2 separate regions of the Sus scrofa genome follow, and region 2 is linked to region 1. A link is a contact called in public Hi-C data. All regions are on one chromosome and are shown on one strand. Each heading gives the region's core, a stretch centred on a gene start, on an enhancer-like site or on the middle of the called end of the contact. The rest is flanking DNA. Distances are from core to core; before and after follow the strand shown. Region 1 overlaps LOC110255517 (a long non-coding RNA gene). Region 2 has its middle 26 kb from the start of FAM20B.

Region 1 (5,613 bases), core at 1,837-4,336:
CTTGCTTTTCTTGGATTTCAAAGATGATGCCGAGATGCCCATGATTGATCACCAACACTTTTTACCCTTGGGATGTCCCCACCTAGCATCCCCTTAACAGAGTTGTCACCTTCTTCCAGCTGTCAACATAGGATTCGTTTCAGAACTGGTTCCTTTAAAACATACATCCTTCTAAACAAAAAACAAACCAAAACAAATAAACTGTATTTCACTTTTAGGAATGGAAACAGTTTCAAAAACAAGATAAAAATAAAATCTTGGAGTTCCCGTCATGGCTCAGCGGAAACAAATCTGACTAGTATCCATGAGGACACAGGTTCGATCCCTGGTCTCGCTCAGTGGGTTAAGGATCCAGCGTGGCCGTGAGCCGTGGTGTAGGTCACAGACAAGGATCTGGATCTGGCATTGCTGTGCCCATGGTGTAGGCTGGCAGCCGTAGCGCCAATCGACCCCTAGCCTGGGAACCTCCATATGCCTCTGGTGCGGCCCTAAAAAGACAAAAAACATCTTGTGAAATACTCATCTGATTAAACCCCTACAGGCCATTTCTAAAGGAAGTATTTCTGAGGTTAACATATGTTCAGCAGCAGAATTTCACCAGTGTGGTCTTTCTTGTCATTCAACCCTACCAAGGCTGAAAAGCTCTAGACTCATAGCTAGAAAATAGTACCGGACCCATAGTGGGCAATCAGTAAATGCTAGGTGAACTGAATTGAAACCAAGCCTGAGTTCTAATCCTATTTGTTCCATCAGTTATCAGGGTGAGCCGGGGACTTGTTTTTTGTATTTGTCATAGGGAAAGATTGAAGGATTATCTTATCTGCAAGGTCTCTTGCAACTCTAAAATCTATGAGCAACCAAGTGTTTTGTAGTGCAGTTAGTATTCTGAGCCATTTCTCAAGGCTTATATCTAACTTTTTGAGTTAGTTACATTGTTGACCCCTATGCCCTCCTCTTGGTTTGCTTATTAATATGCCCAGTGGCTTTCTCTCTGATCCATGAATAGGCCAAGCTCTGCTGCCGCTGAGAAATTGCTCTTGCTGTTCTCTCGGTCTGGGATGCTTTCCTCCCACATTCTGAAAGCCTGGCTGCTTCTCATCACTCAGGCCCCAGCTGAAATGTTATCTTCTAAGAAGTCTTTCCTGATGACTTCTCTCGAGCATCTCGCCAAGTCTGACACTCTCCATTATACCATCCAAGTTATTTCTATGCCGTGCATATTATAATTTATCATTATCTTATGTGTTTACGAGCCTCCCCCTAGACTTCAAGCTTCACAGGCACAGGAAATTGTCTACATTCTTTTTTGCTCTATCTTCAGAACCAGGCTTCCAGGAGCCCATATACATACAATTCCCATATACAGCCTCTTCCTCGGAGAAGACCCAGCCCCTTCCTGGGCACCTGGCTTGGTGAGCCAGGTGTGGGCTACATTTCAGCCCTTCATAGTCTCTTGGTCAGGTACCCTTGTTCAATGAACAACCTACTCAACTCTATGCACTCTCTCTGCCCAGCACTGTGCAAAATGCCTACAGAAAATAGAAACATAATATTGATTGGATGAATATCTCAACTTTGTTGAGGTTTAATTTACTTACAACAGAATGCATCATTTTAAGTGTTCCGTTCAATGAATTTTGGCAAAAGCATGTCCATAGGTAACCACTCCCACAATCAAGATAGAGAAATTCCATTACCCGCCAAAAGTTCCCATGTTTTATTTGTTGTTGTTGTTTTGCTTGTTCGTTTGTTTTTGTCTTTTTAGGGCTGCACCTGTGGCACATGGACGTTCCCAGGCTAGGAGTCGAATCGGAGCTGTAGCTGCTGGACTATACCACAGCCACAGCAAAGCCAGACCCAAGTGGGGTCTGTGACCTACACCGCAGCTCATGGCAATTCCGGATCCTTAACCCACTGAGCGAAGCCAGGGATCAACCCCTTGTCCTTACAGATACTAGCTGGGTTTGTTGCCATTAAGCCACAACGGGAACTCCCTTTATGTATTTTTGTAGTTGTCTCCCCTCTCACAGTCCACTCCCAACCCCCCCAACTTCAAGTAATCACTGAATCTTTTAATTTTATTTATTTATATCTCACCTCTTTGCAAGAGAATTTTAAAATGAACTTAAAAGGGAATAAATACATTAAAATCAATAAAAGAGGGGGAATAAAGAGGAGAAAGCAAGATTAAAAGGCGCAAGGCAGATGTCTCAACCATACAGGTGGGTAAAGCATTGTCTGTGATGGAGCTTGAAGGCTGAGGCTTCCTTATAGCCAAGACTCAGAGGGTTAAGTGGTACTTCAATTATTATCTGAGAGGGAGAAGCCCTGCCTTCATCTCAGGGGAGGCAAACTTTCCCTAGCACAAAGATCTGAGATATTTGTCTCGGGTTATCACATAGAAGTTGTTGGAGGATGCTCTGAAGTGTATCATCAATGAGAGTTTCATAGCAAACGCAGTTGGAAGAGTCACTTGTCTATTTCATTCAGTTAACCTTCCAGAAACATTCCTATAGCAAATACTAAAGTATCTGCCCTAAATAAAATGATCTCACTGGGTTTTTCAGAAAAGTGGGATAGCAAACAATTCAAAATCATCTTCTCTAGTGAGATCTGAAAATCAGGAATCCCTCACTGTCCTTATGAGCAACGTATTTGCTTTGAAACCCAGGTGGGCAAGTGGGAGGGTTCACGCTCAGTCGTGAAACTTTAAAGGGCTCGGGCAGGATCCCTGTTTGGATCAAAGGCTTCCCCATCCCTGCTTGGAGCTGCGCTGTGAGTGGGGGATATGCCTGAAAAGAAGCCAGGATTTTCTGAAGGAATACGTTTTGGAGCTGGGCCAACGTGAGCCAGAGCTCCTCTGCTGAGATGCCAAACGTCTATGTAGCAAAATGTTCAAACACTTGAACATGAAAGATATTGTGGGCAAGTGTCGACAGCTTCTCACTGCAGCCATAGAAATTGTTCTGTAATGTCCTTGGAAGACTGCGTTCTAAGCCACCGCATCCTTGGCTGTTGATGGGTTAGAGAGCCCTGAAGTTAATATCCTCTTTCCTGCTGGGTTGTGAATCCATTGAGAGATGAGACAAAGACGTAAAGCAGCTGTGAGTGAAAGTAATGTGTTTTGGGGAAATGTAGCTGGTGTCAGTGGGCAAGTGAGCTTCCCAGGTCTGAGCCCCAGAATCAGGCAGCCTCTCCATCACAGGCAGTACCCAGCCAGTGCTGGCTTCTGTAAGAAGTGGGACAAGGAAAAACTGAAAGCATGTGGTCCCTAATGGAAACTTACTGCCAAGAGGGGGAGGGAGAGAGAGGAAGGGGCTAGGCACCAACCCCTCCATTCATCCTCCAAACTCACCAGCCAGGAGCATTGCTCCCTGTCTCTGGGCTACCAACTCATTTGTCTCCCGGGACAAATGAGACATAAAGTATCCCAGAAGGGTTTGAAGGCGTGTTGTGAACTTGCTTGATATCAACCATTTATTTATTTATTTATTTATTTATTTATTTTTGTCTTTTTGCTATTTCTTGGGCCGCCCCTGCGGCATATGGAGGTTCCCAAGCTAGGGGTCGAATCGGAGCCATAGCCACCGGCCTATGCCAGAGCCACAGCAACGCAGGATCTGAGCCGTGTCTGCAACCTACACCACAGCTCACGGCAACGCCGGATCGTTAACCCACTGAGCAAGGGCAGGGATCGAACCCGCAACCTCATGGTTCCTAGTCAGATTCGTTAACCACTGTGCCACAACGGGAACTCCGATATCAACCATTTAAATGTTGGGGGCTGCCTGCTCAAGACAGCAGTCTTTGTATAACACCTCTGCTGGTTGAGGTTAAACCGTTCTTTCTGAAAATGGACAGATAATTGCACTATTTTCTTTCTACTTTCTGATAAGAAGACTATACCAGCAGTTAAATTGGGCCGGGGTGTGTGTCTCTGTTACCTAAAAGTGGTATTACCCATTAAGATCTATACTTGGAGTTCCCTGGTGGCTTAGCAGGTTAGGGATCTTGTGTGGTCACTGCTATGGCAAAGGTTCAATCCCTGTCCTGGGACATTTTGCCTGCCATGAGTGAGGCCAAAGGAAAAAAACCCCAAACACAAGGTCTATACTAAAAGAAAGAGGAAGAGGGGGACCCCAATGCACCCTCTTTTAATACTACTTCTCACTTGGTCTTTCAAGGTCATTCTTGCTACTCCTTGATCCAGGGGCTAGTATTTAAAACAGGATTTTGCTAAAGCATTAAGAATAGTGATCCTGATATGCGTGTGTTGCCAGATCTGCAGTTGGTTCTGCTCAGTGGAGTGATGGTAAATGCAAAAAAATAAAAATAAAAATAAATAAAAATTTAAAAATTTAAAAAGATCCCTAAAATAAAGAAATTCTGACATACAGCATTTTCTATTTTCCACTTTCTGTGGGGTAAATACTCCCTTCATGGCTGGTTTCAAGCTACTGACACCATCATTACCCAACACGGAGGAGGGAAGAGGGACATGGCAGCATTTATGGTTTTTCCACCAAATCGATACAATAGATCTAATTAATCTCGAGAGAAAATTCTATATTCGTTTTAAACTAATTAGAAAGTGATACATTTTGAATATTTATTACATTTGTCTTTAATATAATTTATTTAATTGTACATTTTTTATACTTAACCTCTAATAATGGTTGCTTTGAACAAATCAGCTCAAAGAATTCCTGAAATATAAGGATCGCCTCTTGTGAGCTGGTACAAGTCAGCTCCAGTACATCCCTGGCTCTGAGGAACATAATTAAAAGCCAAGAAAAGATCAGCATCACTACGAGGGGAAAAAGTACTAATCAATGGTCCATTGTGAAGAGTCTACGTTGAACAGGTCCCCACCTCGGACATTTGTTAGGAAAAGAGTTTAATGTTTTGATGGGCTACCCAGCAGCTTCAATGGGCCTGCAGTTTTGAGAGAACAGAGAGGATCTGTCCTTTGAAAAACATGGGCTAATTTCCACTGTCAGTCAACCTGGTGGGAGGAACAATTCAACAAGGGTTAGAGCCATCTGTTGGAAATCATTGACAGTTATGACGACAAATGGTTTGACATCTGACGTCAACTTGAGTCTTGAGCTTTCTGCAGTCTGCAGGGTTTCAGGAGAGGTGTGGCTGATGGGGCTGAGGATCTAATGGGCCACCCAGGGGGAGGCAAGAAGGGCCGAGGGAGGTGGGAGGGAGAGCAGGAGGAAAGGCAGGGGCAGAGCCGGAAGGGACCCTCTTCTACCTCAGGCCAGAGGCCAAAGGCAGAGAGCATCAGTAATCTCCCCATTAACAAAAATCTGGAAATGTTTCTATCTCATTTTAAAGTGACCTTTTTACCCTCAAGAGAGCCAGCAAATGGAGGTGATGGTGTCAGAACAGCAAACGAAAACTGATTTCTTCTTTAAAAAAAAAAAAAAAAAAAAAAAGATTATTTTATACCCACATGCAGAGTGGAAAGAGAAGTGTTTGGAGTCAGCACACCTCTGAGCAGTTTTGCCACGTCGGACAAATCATCAACCTCTGTTCCCTCCTCTGCAACATCAGGCAGGGCGGGCTCAACAGCATCCTGTGTTAGTGTCAGGGCAGCTGAGAGGG
Region 2 (5,613 bases), core at 2,214-4,713, 310 kb before region 1:
GCAATGCCAGATCCTTAACCCACTGAGCAAGGGCAGGGATCAAACTCACATGCTCATGGACACTATGTTGCTTCTTAACCCACTGAGCTACAATGGGAACTCTGGGGGGTTTTTTGGGCCACACCCACGGCATGTGGGATTTCCCAGGCCAGGGATCAAACCAGAGCTACAAAAGTGACAACGCTGGATCCCTAACCACTAGACCACCAGGGAACTCTTCTTATCTGCTAGACTGGATGCTGTCCAATCCATGACTCATTGAATAAAGACAGTAGGATCTTTAAAATTCACTCAGTTGTGTTTATTTTTTTAACACTGCTATTCATATAAGCTCATGCAAATAGCTGTTCTAGAGAAGAGGTGCCTCTAACATGCCAGACAAATCTTACTCTCAGATACTGAACTAATACTTGGCGAGTGAACGAATCAATCTATACTATTTATGCTCCAACAGTTTTGAATCGCACACCCAGTCACACCTCTCTTAAACTCCTCTTCCAGGATCTAAATTTTCTTTCTTCTTCACCATGTAAATGGATTCTTCCAAGTGCCATAAATCCCTCCTGGGACACAGTGGCCTTCATTGAGGATTCCAGGGGCAGACAGAGCCTGGCTCTACCAAAGGCGGAATGATATGCTTTGTTTTGTGTCGACATATATTTTCAGAGATTTGCTTCTTTTCTGTCACCTAATACAACCTGGCAAAATTTTCGTTCAATCATTTAACAAAAATATGTTGAGAATTCACTCTGTGCTGATTAACACGCTAGAGGCTGGTGAACAAAACATAGCACAATCTCAGCCCTTGAAAGATTATGCAGGAGTTCCCGCTGTGGTTCAGTGGGTTAAGGATCAAGCATTGTCTCTTCATCAGCATGGGTTCAATTCCCAGCCTGGTGCAATGGGTTAAGGATATGGCACTGCCATCGCTGAGGCATAGGTTGCAGCTGTGGCTTGAATTCTATCTCTGGCCCAGGCAGGGACAGGAGCTAAGGAGGCACATGGGAAAGTCTTTGTTTTTTAAAGCATTTTCTTTTGGAAACTTCCAAAGGTATGCAAATGTTAAGAGCACAATGGACCCTCGTGTGTCCCTCACCCAACTTCAACAATTATCAGGACAGGGAACTCTATCCAATCTCCTGGCATAGAACATGATGGAAGATAATACGAGAAAAAGAATGCATATATTTGTATGACTGGGTCACTTTGCTGTACAGCAGAAATGGACAGACCATTATAAATCAACTATAATAAAAAATTAAAAAAACCCAATTATCAATATATGGCCACTCTTATCGCATCTACTTCCTGATTCCACTTTTTTCCTTCAGCATTTTAATACCAGACCCAGCTGTCACATCCTTTCTCCCATTTCAGATTTCTGCTTGCAGCTCTAACAGGTAGGGCATGCCCAAACCCATCTCAAAGTCGGCAGGAAGGCTTCCTGGAGGCAGCAGCATCTAAACTGAGGCCTGGAGAAGGAGGATGATTAGCAGCCAGGTAAAAGTGACAGGGGAGGAGGAGGAGAGCAAGAAGGGGGAAATGGGAGTTCCCGTCGTGGCGCAGTGGTTAACAAATCCGACTAGGAACCATGAGGTTGCGGGTTTGATCCCTGGCCTTGCTCAGTGGGTTAAGGATCCGGCGTTGGCATGAGCTGTGGTGTAGGCCACAGACGTGGCTCGGATCCCGCGTTGCTGTGGCTCTGGCATAGGCTGATGGCTACAGCTCTGATTCGACCCCTAGCCTGGGAACCTCCATATGCCACGGGAGCGGCCCAAGAAATGGCAAAAAGACAAAAAAAAAAAAAAAAAAAAAAAAAGAAGGGGGAAATGTTTTAGGCTAAAGGAAGAGTTTGTGCAGAGGTCAAAGGAGAGTGGAACATGACAGGTTTAGCTCTTTGTCACTCACCAGTGGTTTGTGGACTAGCGGAACTGGCAGCATGTGGGAGCTTGTTAGAATTTTAGAAGCCAGAGCCCCACCCCTGGTTTAGTAACATCAGAATCTGCAAAATCCCCAGGCGACATCCAGGTCCGAGAGGTAGTGGGTTGGGGGACAGCCTAAGGGTCAGTGCGGCTGGAAATAAGAACGGCATCGAGAAAGGGGCAAAGCTTAGGAAGGGCCGTAAAGCTAAGACAAAGGCTGGGGCTTTACCCTGACGCCAGGGGGGAGCCACTGTCTGTGTCGATCAGGGGGTGATGCCATCAGATTGGCCTTTTAGGCAGCAAATCTGTGGATGGAGGTGGGAGAGGTAAGGGCCTCGGAAACCAGTTAAGCTTTTGTTCCCTTAGAAGCTCCAGGGTGCCACGGGCTGGGCATGGACCCTGGAGCCCTGCAGTCCTGCCTGTGTTGTATTTTCACCGTAATGTTCAAACCTCAGCCTGGCTTCTGACAAACAAGTGGCTTTAACTGGAGACACAGCTATTTCTCTTCTCTGAGCCTCTCTTTCCTCATCTGTGCCAAGCATGGCAACCCCTGTTTATGGGACCTTGATCACAGGGTCAGTGAAGAGTGAATGTCTAGAATGGAATTCAAATGGCATCAGAAAGGCTACCACTGCCTGGCTCGGGACCCACCCCTCCCTGAGCCCAGATAGAAAGCCCAGTGGGCAGGGAGAGAGTAGAATTGGGGCTGGGGGCTCCACTTCTAGAGAAGTCAATTCAGCGCTCCCCACACCCTAGAACCTTCGCTGAGCAGCAGCTGCCCTGGCCAGTCCTCCACGCCTGTTCTCATATTTGCCTGCCCGCCGGGCTCAGGCCACTTCTCCCACCTGTAGTGCAGGTGTGTGGGCTTCTGTTTACTCTTCAGTACTAAGTGCCACTATGTTCGGGATTCTCCTCCCCTCAGCCTCTCAAAATCCTTCCTGTTCTTTGAGCTGATGCCCACCCCCTCGGTGGCACCTCTCCTGCTCAGGTTGAGCTCAAATGGCCAGTGAAGCTAGACCCCAATAATGATAGCAGAGTTGAGTGTCTGCTGGGGACACGGCACCAGAGGAAACCAGTCAGCAGGCCACAGAGGGCCAGGTCCTCCCCCTCCCGGGGGTCCTATGCTGTGAGTGGAGGCTAAGCTCAGCCCATCAGGGGGGCACCTGAAGGAGTCATGTGCCTGAGGCCAAAGGGCCAAGGTGCCTGACTCTTTCCCGCTTTCCTGGAGCTGCACCTCCACCAGAGGCCACACGGGGTCAGTGTCCTTTCACGCTTGGGTTGGCACAGCTGGATGGGGCCTGCCTGGGACCCCACAGCTCTCCGCAGGGTCCTTGCTGCAGAAAGTGCTGACCGATTGTGACTAAAACGTCCCTAAGGCTTGGAGCAAGGTGGCCAAGGACTCAATGGTCCGGGCGAGGAAGAGGAGCAGCGGATTACGCCCACAGTTCTGTTTCACAGACAGGAGCCACGGGGCCCGGCTCAGGGGCCTGGCTCAGGCGCCCTGTCTAGGCTGGCTCTGTGCTCTGACCAATGTAAAAAGAGTAGGCACTCAGGTGGGCTGACATGGGGTGGGCAGGAAGGTGCCAGAATGGAGAAGAAGCCTGAATCATGCAGGTTTAGGAAGATGGAGTGTCAGCAGCAAACCACCTCTGCTGGTCTATTTTTTTTTTTTTATAAAAAAACTCAAGTATAGTTGATTTACAATGTTGTGCCAATTTCTGCTGTACACAAAGTTACCCAGTCATATATGTATATGTATGTGTGTTTGTATATATATGTGTGAATATATATGTATGTGTGTACATGTGTGTATACATGTGTGTGTATATGTGTGTATACGTGTGCATATATGTGTGTGTATATATGTGCGTATGTGTGTGAGAATGTGTGTGTATATGTGTATATGTGTGCAAATGTGTATGTGTGTGTGTATACGTGTATGTATTGTGTATGTGTGTATATGTGGATGTATATGTGTGTATACATGTGTGTATGTGTGTGTATATACGTGTGTGTGTGTGTACAGTTTGTGTATATGTGTATGTGTGTGTGTATATATGTATGTGTGTGTACAGTTTGTGTGTGTGTGTATATATGTGTGTGTATACAATTTATGTGTATATGTGTGTGTGTATACAGTTTGTGTATATGTGTGTGTGTGTATATACACATATACACACACACACACACATACACACACATTCCCTTTCTTACACTGTTGCTGGTCCTATTTTTAACAACTACAGTCCACCTTGGCTCAGGGAGAGCTGGTGGTTGGGGTCTCAGACCAAAGCCACAACTCCCGGGAAGGGGCTCCTCCACGCCAGGGGGATGGCGTGTACGGACACAAGGGCCAACCGCCCTGCCAGACAGGGCTCTCTGAGGGCAAGTCCCCAGAGGCCTAAGCCAGCAGAGGCATATGTCACCGGCTGGCAGAACCTCCTGCTCCCCAGAGGGATGCGGGTTCCTTGGCCTCGAGTGGGGATGGCTCCCTTGGCCTAGGAGATGAAGGCCAGGAAGGAGACTTGGGGGGAGGTGTGGGCTGGGGGCCCCAGGGAACTCTGAGGGACATGCCTGGCCCCAAACCTGGCCCCAGGCCCAGATCTCGGCTTTGTGGGGTCGCAAACTTTTACCATGAGGGGGTCGCTTTAAGAAAAATAATGTGAAGTTTCAAACCCAAAAATGAATATCAAAATATTTACCTAGAATGAAAAAATAGATCCCATCAAATCGCAAGTTTTAAAGTGCTGAAAAATCGCACAACTAGTAGAAAACCCAGAAAAATAACCTTTTTGTTAAGTGCCCACTACACAACGCTACAATATTTTTCCAGGTGTTTTTGGCTGCACACGCTGATGACTACTTCACTGGACAACGATTTTGTCCCATGATTTTCTACACAAAGAATAAAGAGAGAATTCCGTCTTTACTATGGTTGGTCAAAAATTCATATAATATTGCTACAGGCTTTTGCCTACAAACTCAGGAATTTATGCATTCTGTCACCCCCAACAAAGCGAGAAAACATATGGTCTGCTTATAAGTGTACCTGCTGCTCAAGTAAGTATATTCCTGACAAGAGAAGACCTCTTGGCAGAAGAAAACTTTGACGAGACATCAGTGAGAACCAGACGCTACCTTGTGACAGCGTGGGGACTTTTCCACAAACTACCTTCTGATTCTGCACATTCGGACCCTTGTTCCTCTCACCCATCTCCTGAGGGCAGAGGCTGGGTGTTATTTACCCACATGTTCCTGTGCCTGGCACACGGCTTGGTACACGGCGCTCAACGAATGAGGATATGGAGGAGCAGAGTGGGGCTGGGTGGTCCCTGCTCCCAGGTGGCCGACCCCTGAGGGCAGAGAAGAAAGGCCGCCCTGTGCCCGAGGGGCCAGGAGACTGCCCGTAGCAGGTGACAACCAGGTAACAGGCCAAACCCGCCACCTTCCCTCCCTTGGCCACTTTCTCATCTATGACACAATTTTGAAAAGGTTCTTTTTTGGTTTTGTTTTCTTTTCTTTTTATGGCCGCACCCGAGGCATATGGGAGTTCTCAGGCTAGGCGTTGAATCAGGTCTATGCCACAGCCACAGCCACACCAGATCCAAGCCGCATCTGTCATGCCAGAGCTTAACCCACTAGGATCCTGAAGCCTCTGAGTGAGGACAGGGATCAAACCCACATTCTCACG

What was found. A called contact is a pair of places that touch in the nucleus more often than the background predicts.
Region 2: a Hi-C map of omental adipose tissue shows a contact between it and region 1, with 1.7 times the contacts expected there. The contact joins two enhancer-like sites. A contact is called at or near these places in 6 of 47 Hi-C or Micro-C datasets (embryonic fibroblasts, epiblast stem cells, liver and 3 more).

What each region holds. Positions count from the first base shown.
Region 1 is chr9:120,466,999-120,472,611 of Sscrofa11.1, reverse strand. The region is part of intron 3 of LOC110255517 (a long non-coding RNA gene); the gene reads right to left. Among named protein-coding and RNA genes, the nearest start is that of RALGPS2, 93 kb to the left of the region's middle. Within about 2 kb of position 3,086, at least 1 of the 83 cell types and tissues checked has an H3K27ac peak or open chromatin away from gene starts, as enhancers often do. A contact at or near this core is called in omental adipose tissue, where this site is marked.
Region 2 is chr9:120,780,776-120,786,388 of Sscrofa11.1, reverse strand. No RefSeq gene overlaps it. Among named protein-coding and RNA genes, the nearest start is that of FAM20B, 26 kb to the left of the region's middle. Within about 2 kb of position 3,463, at least 9 of the 83 cell types and tissues checked have an H3K27ac peak or open chromatin away from gene starts, as enhancers often do. A contact at or near this core is called in omental adipose tissue, where this site is marked.